Linked DNA regions of Zea mays: regions 1 and 3 are each linked to region 2. Evidence: chromatin contacts called from public Hi-C data. All regions are on one chromosome and are shown on one strand. The core of a region is the stretch at or near the end of the contact, and the rest is flanking DNA. Distances in the headings are between cores, read along the strand shown. Region 1 holds the start of LOC100502334 (Cyclase family protein). Region 2 holds the start of LOC100276302. Region 3 overlaps LOC103628355 (zealexin A1 synthase).

Region 1 (3,596 bases), core at 38-2,537, 530 kb before region 2:
GATAGACTGTCGATTCCTGCATAATTCGCAGTACGAGTACATTATAAGTTCCAACTGACCCACCAACAAATATGACAGAAGAAATTCAAAGGGAGTTTGTTTTATGGATTCTTGGCAAGTGCGTGTCAGGTTCATGAAGACGAAATGTGATGGATAGATGGCGACCAGCATTGTAAGGAAAACAAAGCTTTGTCAGGGATAAAAAAGAAAGGAAGAAGAAAAACCAGGTTTGTCTCGATCTGTATGCAGTCAGGGACATAGTTTCTTACCGACTAGCTTTATGTCAGTGTTGTCAACTAGCCACTGTGCGCCATCCTCTGTAAACCCAACATAGCTCATGTCACCTCCCTTCCTCCACATCAACTTCCTAAAAGACATTTGTTTTGCTTAACACGTCCAGTGCAGTCCGTAAAATGGTTGTCTAGTGCTATTTGAATGGTGTGTATACTCATAAAGCCGTAAGCCACACCTGTCAGTGTTCAGCGTCCTGAATAGAACTCGGCGAACTCCTCTAGGGATATTCAGGAATTCCATCGCTTCAGCTGCATAGAGTTATTTGGGAATGAGGCCGTTCAACAGATAATTTGGTTTAAGTATCTAGTTTTCACTAAATGAAAAAAATTTGAAGTGTTGTATTCTACCTGTTATATTTGTGTCCCTCGGAACATCAACCAGCAACGCAGGTCCTGTGCCGTGAAGACGAAGTCAATCATCGTCAGTCAAAGCATTGACGCCAAAGAGCGGGGATTATTGAGATGATGTAGTTCACCGTTGAGGACGTCGAGGTCGAGCGTGTCCACGTCGAGGCCGGCGGCGAAGTGGCCTTGGTTCATGTGGCCTGGCGCGTCGACGTGGGTGCCCATGTGGCACTCCAACCGCAGCTCCGACAGGTTGTACTCGGACCCGTTCGCCATGGACTCCTTGAGGTGGACCAAGGGCCCCGTGACAGCCCCCGGCGCGAACGCCAGAAGGTCCGGCACGTACGCGTGCGTGATGTCGATGATGCGCCCGGGCCGGCGCTCCTCCAGGCGCCGCAGCTCCGGGCCCGAGCCCACGCCCGCTCCGGCGGCGTCCACCGTGCAGGTGCCCTCGTCGGAGTAGCCCGGGTGCGCGCCGTCGCCCGCCGCCGCCGCGGAGAGGGACACGGCCGCGAGGAGGAGAGCGAGGAGCGGGGCGGCGTCCATGATGATGTCGTGTAGGGAGCCGAGCTCTCGGTCTGGACCGCTGGAAATCTGGACTAGAGAGAGGGCGGCGGTAGTTGACTCTCGCTTCGCTTCAACCGCTCCGGACCGGACCGGAGAGAGATGGTTGGCATATTATTCCACCGCGAGTTTTGAAGCGATCAGACAGGAATCTATACTACCTACTCTAAGGGATAGGCGGGATAGGCGGCCCCATTCCTTGTTCTGTCATTCTCATTCCATCTTGGTTTTCTGCTATTCACGTTCTCACCCTAGCCGTACAACGTCTGACATGTGGGGTCCCCACACCACTGGCCTGTTCTCCATTCCCATTCCCATTCTCATCTCCGTTCTGCCCACAACTCTGTCGTTTGTCTTCGTGCACCGCGCATTTGACCAAAAAAGCCTGCTATTTGGGGTGACAGCAATGGTCAGGCTCGAAAACTTATAATCATGTGTCTGCACAATTCAGTGGTCGATGTGGTACTAAGTTTAGCTTGCAAATACAAAGTGTATGCGTCCTCGAAGGCCCATCTGCTTGTTGCGGCCCATACCAAATCCTCTTGTACCACCTCCTTCCTAGCCCAGCGGTCCTGCTCTCCTGGTCTCACCCCGTGCTCTCCTGTTCCTCGTCAAGCTCGGGCATCTCGGCGCAACCGCGGACCGCCTTGCTCTCCCTTCGGCGTGCAGCACGATCCCAGTCCACGACCTCCACCTCTACCGCTTGAGGGCGCAACAATGAAGATAAATAGTGACCAGACTGACTCGAAGGCGCTCCCATGGGTGACATGGCGGTTCCCTCTCGACGACACCTCCAGGTTCTGGTCCACGGCGGCGGCGTCTGCGCGGGACGGGGCGAACGACAACAAGCGTCTCCTGACGATGCCTCCACCTCTCTAGGTTCCCCTCTGCTCCTCGTGCCCCGCTGTAGATCTGGTCGGCACTCTCCCTCCACCGCCACCACACCTCGCGTGGCATCCTCCGCGGGCGAGGCACAGTCGGGCCCTCGCCGCTCGCCCGCTCCCCCACGGGGCGTCAAATCCGAATTGGCTGCATCTAACTACCGGCGGGGCCAACGATCTTAGCTTCTCCTTCCCGCATGTTCCCCTTCCCTCCTTCCCTTTCCTCTCCTCTCCTCTCCACTCGTCGTCCACCCCTCGTGCTCGTCTCACTCTTCACCTCCAGCTCCGGATCTGAAACGCCGAGCAGTCTTTCGTCGTTTCGAGTCTTCAGCCAGAGCTTCTCGGTGAGTGCGAGACTTCGGGCCGGAGAACTGGGAAAGCCTCGAGGAGACATGGATGGGTTGCCCAGAGAGTTGTGCCTCAAGATCTTCCACCTCCTGGATCACCAGTCCCTCGCCTCTTCTCCCCAAGGTCTGACGCGCTCCCTAAAATTGTGGCATCCCAATACGGAATTGGAAGCGCCGGTGATTGCAATTGCAATCGCTCTGCCTCTTTTTTCCTTTTTCAAGAACGGAATTTCAGTTTCTCTGTAGTAATTACTATGAACTTCCTGTGGTCCGAATTCTTACTGTCCATTTTGATCCGGCCCCCAAAAGAGATCCTAGGGTTTGGTTTCCGTTGGCAGTTCAGATTTTGGTTGTGTATCTCTGTAGACTTCTTCCAAGTCTTAGATTGCCAAATCGGATTGGTCGTATACCCTGTGTTTCTGTAGTCTGTACATGCTGGAGCATGAAAACGTTCCAGGCCAGAGAGCTTGATACAGAGGAGTAGTTGGTACGACATGCAGATAGCGTGCGTAGCGATCTCTTGTTTTGGGCAGTTACGCATACCAATTAACTGCGACGGTGCTGTTCCTGGCTCATCAGTTTGCAGGAAATGGAGGGTGTTGACCTCGGATGATGAACTGTGGCGCAAGCTGTTCAACGACAGGTGGGGAGCGGACGCCGCAGCGTTCTACACGCCGGAGGGATCCAAGTCTTGGAAGGACGTCTTCGCCATGCAGGACCGGTGCGACCGATACGGACTGTAAGCCGCCACTCGCCCATCTGCTCCAGCTCCACTGCTTCCGATTGCCATCAGCAGCTGGTGTTACTGCTAGCCGCCTCCTTTGTTTTTGTTTGGCCTGTGAGTGTGTGTGTGTGACCGCGCCGCGTCCTTCCCAAGGGTGTCAGGATCATTAGGGAAGGGAAGGACTACTACCTGATCTACCAGGGCGAGATCCAGAGGTACTTGGGTAAGGAATCCCCTTCTGAGGGTTGTTCATGTTTCTCTTCCTGTTGTGATTCATCCGTTCTTCCTATTTTACTCATATTATCATCTTTGATATTTCAGCAGTTAATACAATTATATTACAAAATGCTGCAGACAAAGAACTGAAGAATTTGTTGTTAGAGCATATAAAGGCGGCAAAAAGAAGGCTGCTCACAAATCAACTTCCCCCATCTTCCAGCGT
Region 2 (3,804 bases), core at 775-3,274:
AGGCGGCTGGGAGGAGTTGGCTGGGAGTACGGAGAGATGGGAAAAGGAAGTGGGCTTAAACTAATGGGCTTGTTGGGCTGATTTATAGGTTGACTGGTCTAGTATTTTTCTTTGCTTTTATCATTTTCTCTTCTTTATTATTATTTTTATCCTAAATGTTTTCTTAAATATAAATATTTTTCTATTTTAAAATAAATTTAAGGGGTCGCCTCGCTTGACTGTTTAAAAGTTAAAAATGGATCTGTCAACTTAACTAACTATGGAATAGTTAACCAAAACTCAAACATATAAATAGATAACTCAAACTCAAATATATTCAATGATTACAAACCTTGGATTTCTTACAAGGAACATGTGTGCTAATCATCACATTCACACAAAAGGATATGCTGCATTACATTTCACATGCCAGGTAGATTCCATTCCAACACATTGGTCCTAAGTCTCTTGACCATGTCTGATGTCGAGAGGATGGTCTAAGCACAGATTCAGAAAATGTGCTATTCTACCACACGCTTAACTTAGAAAATTACCTTTCGAAGACAGGAGACGCAAAGCCTTACTGGCATTCTTCAAAACTGCATTTGACCTTGGGACACGATTTTTCCTATGCTCCAAGAAATCAAGGGCATTCTTCACGTGTTGCGTTGAACGGACATCTTTCAGCAGAATAGTTTCAGGCCTGACCGACCAACAACTGGCATAAGTATAATTTCAGGACTTTATATTTGATGACAGGAACATTAAACATACCCATCAGTTTTCATTCTCTTCTTTCTCCTCTGGACCTTCTGCTTTACATTTTCTTCCTCGGAATCTGATGCGAAGGTTTGCCTGATAATGTGAGATGAAGACCAAATAACCCATGAAGTCCAAGCTAAAAACAAAGATTTTAACAAAACTTGGTAGAGCAAGAGACGTGCTCATACTTCTCACGAGCTGCTAGAATTTCAATTACACTAGTGGGGAGCATGCCAGGCATAGTATTTGTCTCCTCATGCTCCTCACTTTTTTTAGTATCTTCATCTTCTACTTCCTTTGGCGCCTTCTTATCTGGTTTAGAGGATGTTCTTCGTTGGGCCCAACGTTTCCTCCGTTCCTTTCCTTCCCGTGTTACTCTGCAAAGACATCCCACATGGCCATATGGCATTATTATCTGTGCGATACAAAAATCAGATAACAAACAAGTTATAGCACACTGATGGCCTCAAGAAAGCAAGATTCAAATTGGTAATCCATGAGTTACACAAAAAAAAGAGTTAAACCCACAAATCCATAACAGATATACCATTGGACTGGATGGCCACAGAACCACACCACGAGTCATACACAAAACTATATAAACATCTAAAACAAAGAAAGTGTAGAAGTTAAAAGACCTACATTTTGGGCACAAACATTACAAACAAACATGTACAAGGAGATAGTTTTTACTGATTATTGAGCATCTCAGAGTCATTTGGTTATGGTCCAAAAGAAAATTTGTAACGGCACTTGCATCTACTACAACAAAGAGAGCGAATAAGTGAGTTACAGCAGGGAATAAGGAATCTAGCATAGTGAACGAAGACAAACAGAAAAAAGAACAGATCAAAGTAGCACATTTTTGCGGCAGAATGTCCATCCAGTAATCAACTGTAAAGTAAGCATAAGAAACACACCTGAGAACACTGTCTTTCTCGACTTTACTGGTCTCTTCGTGCTTCGCAACACCCTAAAGACAATAACAAGGCAAATCACTCAGTATTTTCTACATATCTCAGCACGGAGTATGAGGCATGAAGAAGAAACAGGATGACCATCGTGATCTACTCTCGCGTAGCGTCGGGTCCTAGAGGGGAGAGGACTAACGCACCTGCACAGCAGTGAGCTCCTCGGGAGCGCCGTCGGAATCGCTTCCGCTGTCCATTTGAGGCGGCTCCTGTCCGTTTCCCCTCTTTATTTTCACCGGATGAGAGCGCCGGGACCTTCCGCTGGCTGTACCAGCCGCCGCCACCGGGAGGGTTTTAATCGTTTGCGGACACACAGAGGCAGAGAGGGGGCCGAAGCCTAGCTGGGTATATGTTGGGCTTTGCTAATTTTGTCGGCTCAACACACGCGGATTTGGGCCTGTTGGGCCTATTCTGTATGCGGCTCGACTGAACAACCTTCGGCCTTTGACACGCAGTGGAAGAGAGGAGACTGGAGACCTAGCTGGATAACCCAACTTTTTCCACCCGCCGGAACACTGGTAACCCTCACGCCGGCGCAGCCGCAGCCGAGGCGCCATGAACAACCTCCGGAAGCGCATGATCTCCCTTCTCCTCCGGGCACCTGGATCACCATACGTCCCTTGCCCCCACTTCTTCCCGCTCTTCTATCCCCACCGCCTCCTCTCCGCCACCAAATGCGTCGCTACAAAACCATTCGCCGTCGAGGACTACCTCGTCGCCACATGCGGCCTCACCCAAGCACAGGCCCTCAAGGCGTCGAAGCATGTCTCCCATCTGAAGGATCCCTCGAAAGCCGACGCGGTCGTCGCCTTCCTCTCCAACCTCGGCCTGTCCAGCGCCGAGATCACCGACGTCGTGACCAGGGACCCCAAAGTCCTCTGCTCCGACGTGGAGAGATCCCTCACCGCTCGCGTCGCCGAGCTCACCGACCTCGGGTTTTCACGTCCGGAGATCGTCCGCCTTCTCATCGTTGGCATGAACCACTTCCGCCATAGCTCGCTTCGCCTCAATCTTGAGTTTTGGATCTCGGTCTTTGGCTCTCTCGACGAGCTCATTCGGGCGCTCAGAATTAACGCCGCTCTCCTCAGCACAAGGATTGAGGAGGTCTGCAAGCCCAACTTGGAGCTCCTTCAAGAGTGTGGTATAAATGTTTCTGATATCTCCAACAGCTTCATGTCCCGTGTGCTCACCAGGGACCCTAAGAGCCTGCAGGAAGCTTTGGCTCGCCTTCATGAGTTCAGAATCCAGCCGGGCTCTCAACCTTTCTTCCGTGGGCTTTATACATTTGCAATCCTTGGCAGCGGGAAGATAACCAAGAGCATTCAGCTGTTTGAGAAGCTTGGATGGTCAAAGGACCATATAGTATCAGCGGTGAAGAGAGACCCGACTATATTGGGTTTCACCGAGGAGAGGGTTCGAAGAAACATGGAATTCTTGATCAGGGTTGTCGGATTGGAGGTACCATACATCGCACGAAGGCCAGCGCTGATAAATTATAGTATTGACCGTCGGTTGTTGCCACGGAATTGCTTGATCAATTTTCTCAGGGCAAAGGGGTTGTTCAATGACGAGGCTAGTTTCCTTTCTGTCGCCGCTATAGGCGATGAGAAATTTCGGCGCCGATACGTGCATCCTTACGAGGAGGATTTTCCAGGCCTTGCTGCTGCTTTTGCTTCTAGCTGTGCTGGAGAACACCAATGGGAACGGCTATATAAGATGACAGGCGAAAATAAAGAAAGCTGACAATTGTTCTGGAAAGTACAATCAGGAACCTGCTGCAAGCCTTGTTTTTCATCACCATGGTCAGTCGTTTTGAAATCTAATTTTCTAGCATTTTGCTGCTGGCTACTGGCTTAGGTGTTATTAAATGTTTGATTAGTGGTATGGTATATTTCTTTCACTAGGTTCTATCTTGCTGCCTCCCTTCTGAGAAAGAGCTTCTCATGTGATGGCATCGTTACAAGTTTATTTATTAACTTGCAAGGATTATCTCAAGTTTTAGCCCAACTTTATTCCTGTGCTTCAGGAAGATTATTACGTTGGTGGTCTACTTCCCACCATGTTTTTTGTACCACAATCTATGAGCTCTCGA
Region 3 (3,721 bases), core at 253-2,752, 670 kb after region 2:
CATGACCTTCACCTCAGCCGTCGACCACCGTCACTATGCTCCACACCTGCACACCACAAGCCGACTGACATGGTTGCACAAGTATAATCTCACACTCTAGTCTGTCCACTGACTACCCTAGAGTGCTAACCATTGACAAACCACAAGGAATAAGTCAACCTTGTGTTTGCATAAACGTGTAACCAGTTGAGCGGTTTAGGGTCGTCCTCAAGCTCCAAAGGATTGCGGTCAGTGCCTGCGACCATTGTTGGCTGAGTTGTTTAATGTGGGTGAAGACCCAGTACTGAGGCCTTGCAAGATCATTCTGTTAACTTGCTCAATCTATACGGATGTGGTATTTGTCACAGAACTTTAGGAACCTTTTCCCGATGAACTGTGTATCGTTGTCCGTTATGATTGTGTTACCCCGAAGCCGGTCATTTAGAATGATGTGTTAGTTTGGTGGAATAATTTGCATGACTATGAGAAACCACAAACTTGGACAAACGTGAAAGCACTTATGAGGGAACAATTTATTTATATGGATGATACTAAAAATAATTTGAGTAATTCTAATGATGTCATGCCTTTAGATAAATCTGAGTTGCCTTGGTTACAAGAGGATTGTCTTGTTGTTCCTTGTGATAAAGAATAATTGTGTAATGATAATACTATTATTTCTATGCCACAACTAGAGAACAAACTTGATGTTGTTGCTTCTGATCCTATTAATTGTGCCAAAATTAGAACATTCAATCCTACAACTAGTGTGCATGATGAGCTGAAGTTGTTATCTTCTTTAAATACTTTGGGCTATATTGAATTTGATGTTCTATGTAATCTAAATAATTTATAGGAGAAACTTTCTTTTAGTGCTGATTTGCCATGGTTATCTAAACATACATATCATGTTATTGGAAGATATAATTAGAAACGAAAATATATGGTACATCGAGTATATATTTGTTCAAATATGAAATTTCCTTTTGTCATGAAACAATATGACCAATTAGAGGGCTATGTTAAAGCTAACCATATCACGTTTAGTTCCACTTGTCGTTCTTTGTATGTTTTACAACAACAGGGTTAACTTCGAGAAGGGGAGCAAGGTTGGACGATATCAAGCACTACATTAACACATTTTGCAGGCACCAACGACTTTGAGTCAAGGACGACTCAAAACCAAGAAGGGAAGAATGATGAGTACATGAACGTCAACTATATTATCAAGGCCTAATCAATCATAGAGTCTCAAGCTCGAGGGGATTTCAAGTCCAGTTTGATAAATGAGGGCTATCCACCGATCGAACTCCGGTTTCTCTGTTGTGTTCGTGGCGATCCTCTACGTGCACTTGGACAACATCAACCCAATGAGGTGGCCCCATCTGCCAGCGCCCAAAAACGCTTCCTCTGTGCGTGGAATCTGGGGGAGGGGAGGTTGGACGAGCGACCCCACCTGGCGGTGCCTGGGTTAGGTAGATGGGCAGCACGTGAGTGGGCTGGGCGGGTGACTGTGGTGTGGGCCCTGCTGCTCAGTGAAACACAACATATTGGGGAAAAGAAAAGTTGAGGGAGAACATGGGCTGGTGTGTACAAGTGTGGGGGTGAGGTCTACTGGGCCGGGTGGGATTTAGCCTAGAACGGGTTTTATTCTTTTCTCTTTTCTTTTCTTTTTCAGATTTTAGTTTCCTTTTTCAAGTTTCTATTTTGAATTGCACAGAGAACCAACATGGGATGCAAGTCATGTTTATTTTATATATTAATTATTTATTTAGGCAAATGCTTCAATTATGAATACACACCTTTATTCATTCTAGAAACTTATTATCATTAGATGTATATAAAAGTACATCCAAACTGAATATTAATTACTTATCTAATTTAGGAGAAGCTAATATAAAATCTTTATCAAGGATTACTTTAATTCATAAAAGAATGTTCTCTATAGTTCTTTAAGGGGATAATCTAATCTAATAAATTGACATTGTTTCTATTTTCTTATTTTTTTTATAACATTGTTTTGGTATTCTTATTTGTTTTAGAAAGGGTGAATTCCAAAGTATAATTCTTCGTTAGGGACATTCTACTTTGGTTCTTTTTAGAAAAAAAAATACTAATTTTAAAACCGGGATTCTGGGTGTTCCTGTTACACAAGGGCGGTTGCGGCATTGATTGTTCAGTGGAGGCGTGCAAGGGTAATCACGGGGACTGGCGCAGCACCTGAGAGATGATAAAAAAATACCGACCGTCGGATTTCGATTGATTAAGAGAGAAGGTAGATGAAGCGATCTAGAGCGTTGATTTTAATGTTGAGATTTGGCTGAGGGGTAATTTGTTGTATGTATTGATGTTTTAACTGATTTATATAGGGTATAAATATAGATATATATTTGGTCAATTCTGATTTTTCGTGAAGCGTGGAGTGTCGCCATTTGTGATTTGTGTCGCTGTTCACCCGGTATTGTAGCTGCCAAATGGCGTCAAATCAGATTAAAGCGTGGCCTGGGTTTCGCGGAACGGCGCCGTCGCCGTCGCCGTCGCCGGGATTCCTCCTCACCCCAGCCGGCCGCGCATGGACCGCGTGCTGTGGCGTGGTGCACGTCATCGGTTGCGGCGTTCTCGCACGTCTGTAGCTAACCAAGGCTTCGCAGAGTTTATCCGGTAGGCTGGCCGGCTGGCCGGCCAGCACTTGAATTTGGATACGTGTACGCATTTAGGTCCATGCGTCATCAGGTCAGGTGTTAGCTTGAGGCCGGAGCGAAGACGACACCGACTAGCCACGCATTTGGCCACTGCGTGTGGCAACTGCACGGCGGCGCAGCCGCTGCTCACGTCATCGGAGGCGGAATTTGCGTGGGTGTAACGAGCGGCGACCAGGGCAGCATGCAGCTAGACGACGTGACTATAGCATCGCGCAGGCTGCAATGCCAAAGCAGCATCTTGTATGGACGATGGCAATGCCGAGTTGCCTACCACACATCGCTATATATAAGTCGCTACCATGGGAATCGGGAAATAATCCACACCGAAAGCAACTCTGTTCTTAGATAGATTTTATTTAAATGAGAATTTATTCAAATATAAATATATTTTTACTTTTGAATTATTAATATATATATTTAAAGTATCGATGTTTTGTCTAACAAAGAGCTGCAAGGTGTATCGTCACAAAACCAACTTGACTTAAAAGCAAGGTTGTTCTTCCTACGGATTAAAGACAGTTGTTCGGACTCTGCAGCTGCAATCTATAGAGATAAAACACTATAGAAAATAGAAGTCGTTTCATATTAAAGCTAAGTGAATAATTTGGGTTTGAGTCTCCCTCTCGAGGGTCAGAGGCTTAGCGCTGGACTGAGCTCACGTGAGTGGGAGAGAGACGACACACAAAAAAACTCATGTATTATATTAGTAGAGAGATGTTTAAAAGGCTCTCAAACCGGTTCCGGCTACAGCTGGAGTTCTCACAAAAAGTACCAAAAAACAGCTCCCAAGAAAAACATTTAGAAGTCGAAATCATTTTTTAAAAAAAATTGGCTCTTAGGGGCTCCTTATGTCACTCCTCGTCCCCGCCAACGCCCATGGCCCAACCTAGAGATGGCAATGGGTACCCACGACCCGATACCCGATGGGTATTTACTCCATTAGGGCTACTTTAGGAACCTCAAATCCCCTTCGGGATTGAAGGGGATTGAGATGGAAATGGACTAATTTCCTCTCCAATCCTCTTCAATCCCGAAGGGGA

What was found. A called contact is a pair of places that touch in the nucleus more often than the background predicts.
Region 1: a contact with region 2 is called in a Hi-C map of ear, with 4 times the contacts expected there. The contact joins the promoter of LOC100502334 here to the promoter of LOC100276302 in region 2. A contact is called at or near these places in 3 of 25 Hi-C or Micro-C datasets (ear and leaf).
Region 3: a Hi-C map of tassel shows a contact between it and region 2, with 4 times the contacts expected there. The contact joins the enhancer-like site here to the promoter of LOC100276302 in region 2. A contact is called at or near these places in 2 of 25 Hi-C or Micro-C datasets (ear and tassel).

The regions. Positions count from the first base shown.
Region 1 is chr5:99,952,015-99,955,610 of Zm-B73-REFERENCE-NAM-5.0, reverse strand. It overlaps LOC100502334 (Cyclase family protein), which reads right to left and starts at 1,287. Exons shown (of 6, transcript NM_001196812.1): 1 at 770-1,287; 2 at 642-686; 3 at 470-542; 4 at 270-367; 5 at 1-16. The coding sequence starts at 1,184.
Region 2 is chr5:99,422,766-99,426,569 of Zm-B73-REFERENCE-NAM-5.0, reverse strand. LOC100276302 reads right to left here and starts at 2,024. Exons shown (of 5, transcript NM_001150125.3): 1 at 1,856-2,024; 2 at 1,662-1,714; 3 at 930-1,118; 4 at 754-834; 5 at 266-682. The coding sequence starts at 1,909. The coding sequence ends at 517. It overlaps LOC100275501, which reads left to right and starts at 2,219. Exons shown (of 2, transcript NR_175981.1): 1 at 2,219-3,514; 2 at 3,617-3,804.
Region 3 is chr5:98,755,977-98,759,697 of Zm-B73-REFERENCE-NAM-5.0, reverse strand. The region is part of intron 2 of LOC103628355 (zealexin A1 synthase); the gene reads left to right. Among protein-coding and RNA genes, the nearest start is that of LOC103628355, 6.0 kb to the left of the region's middle. Within about 2 kb of position 1,502, at least 17 of the 20 cell types and tissues checked have an H3K27ac peak or open chromatin away from gene starts, as enhancers often do. A contact at or near this core is called in ear and tassel, where this site is marked.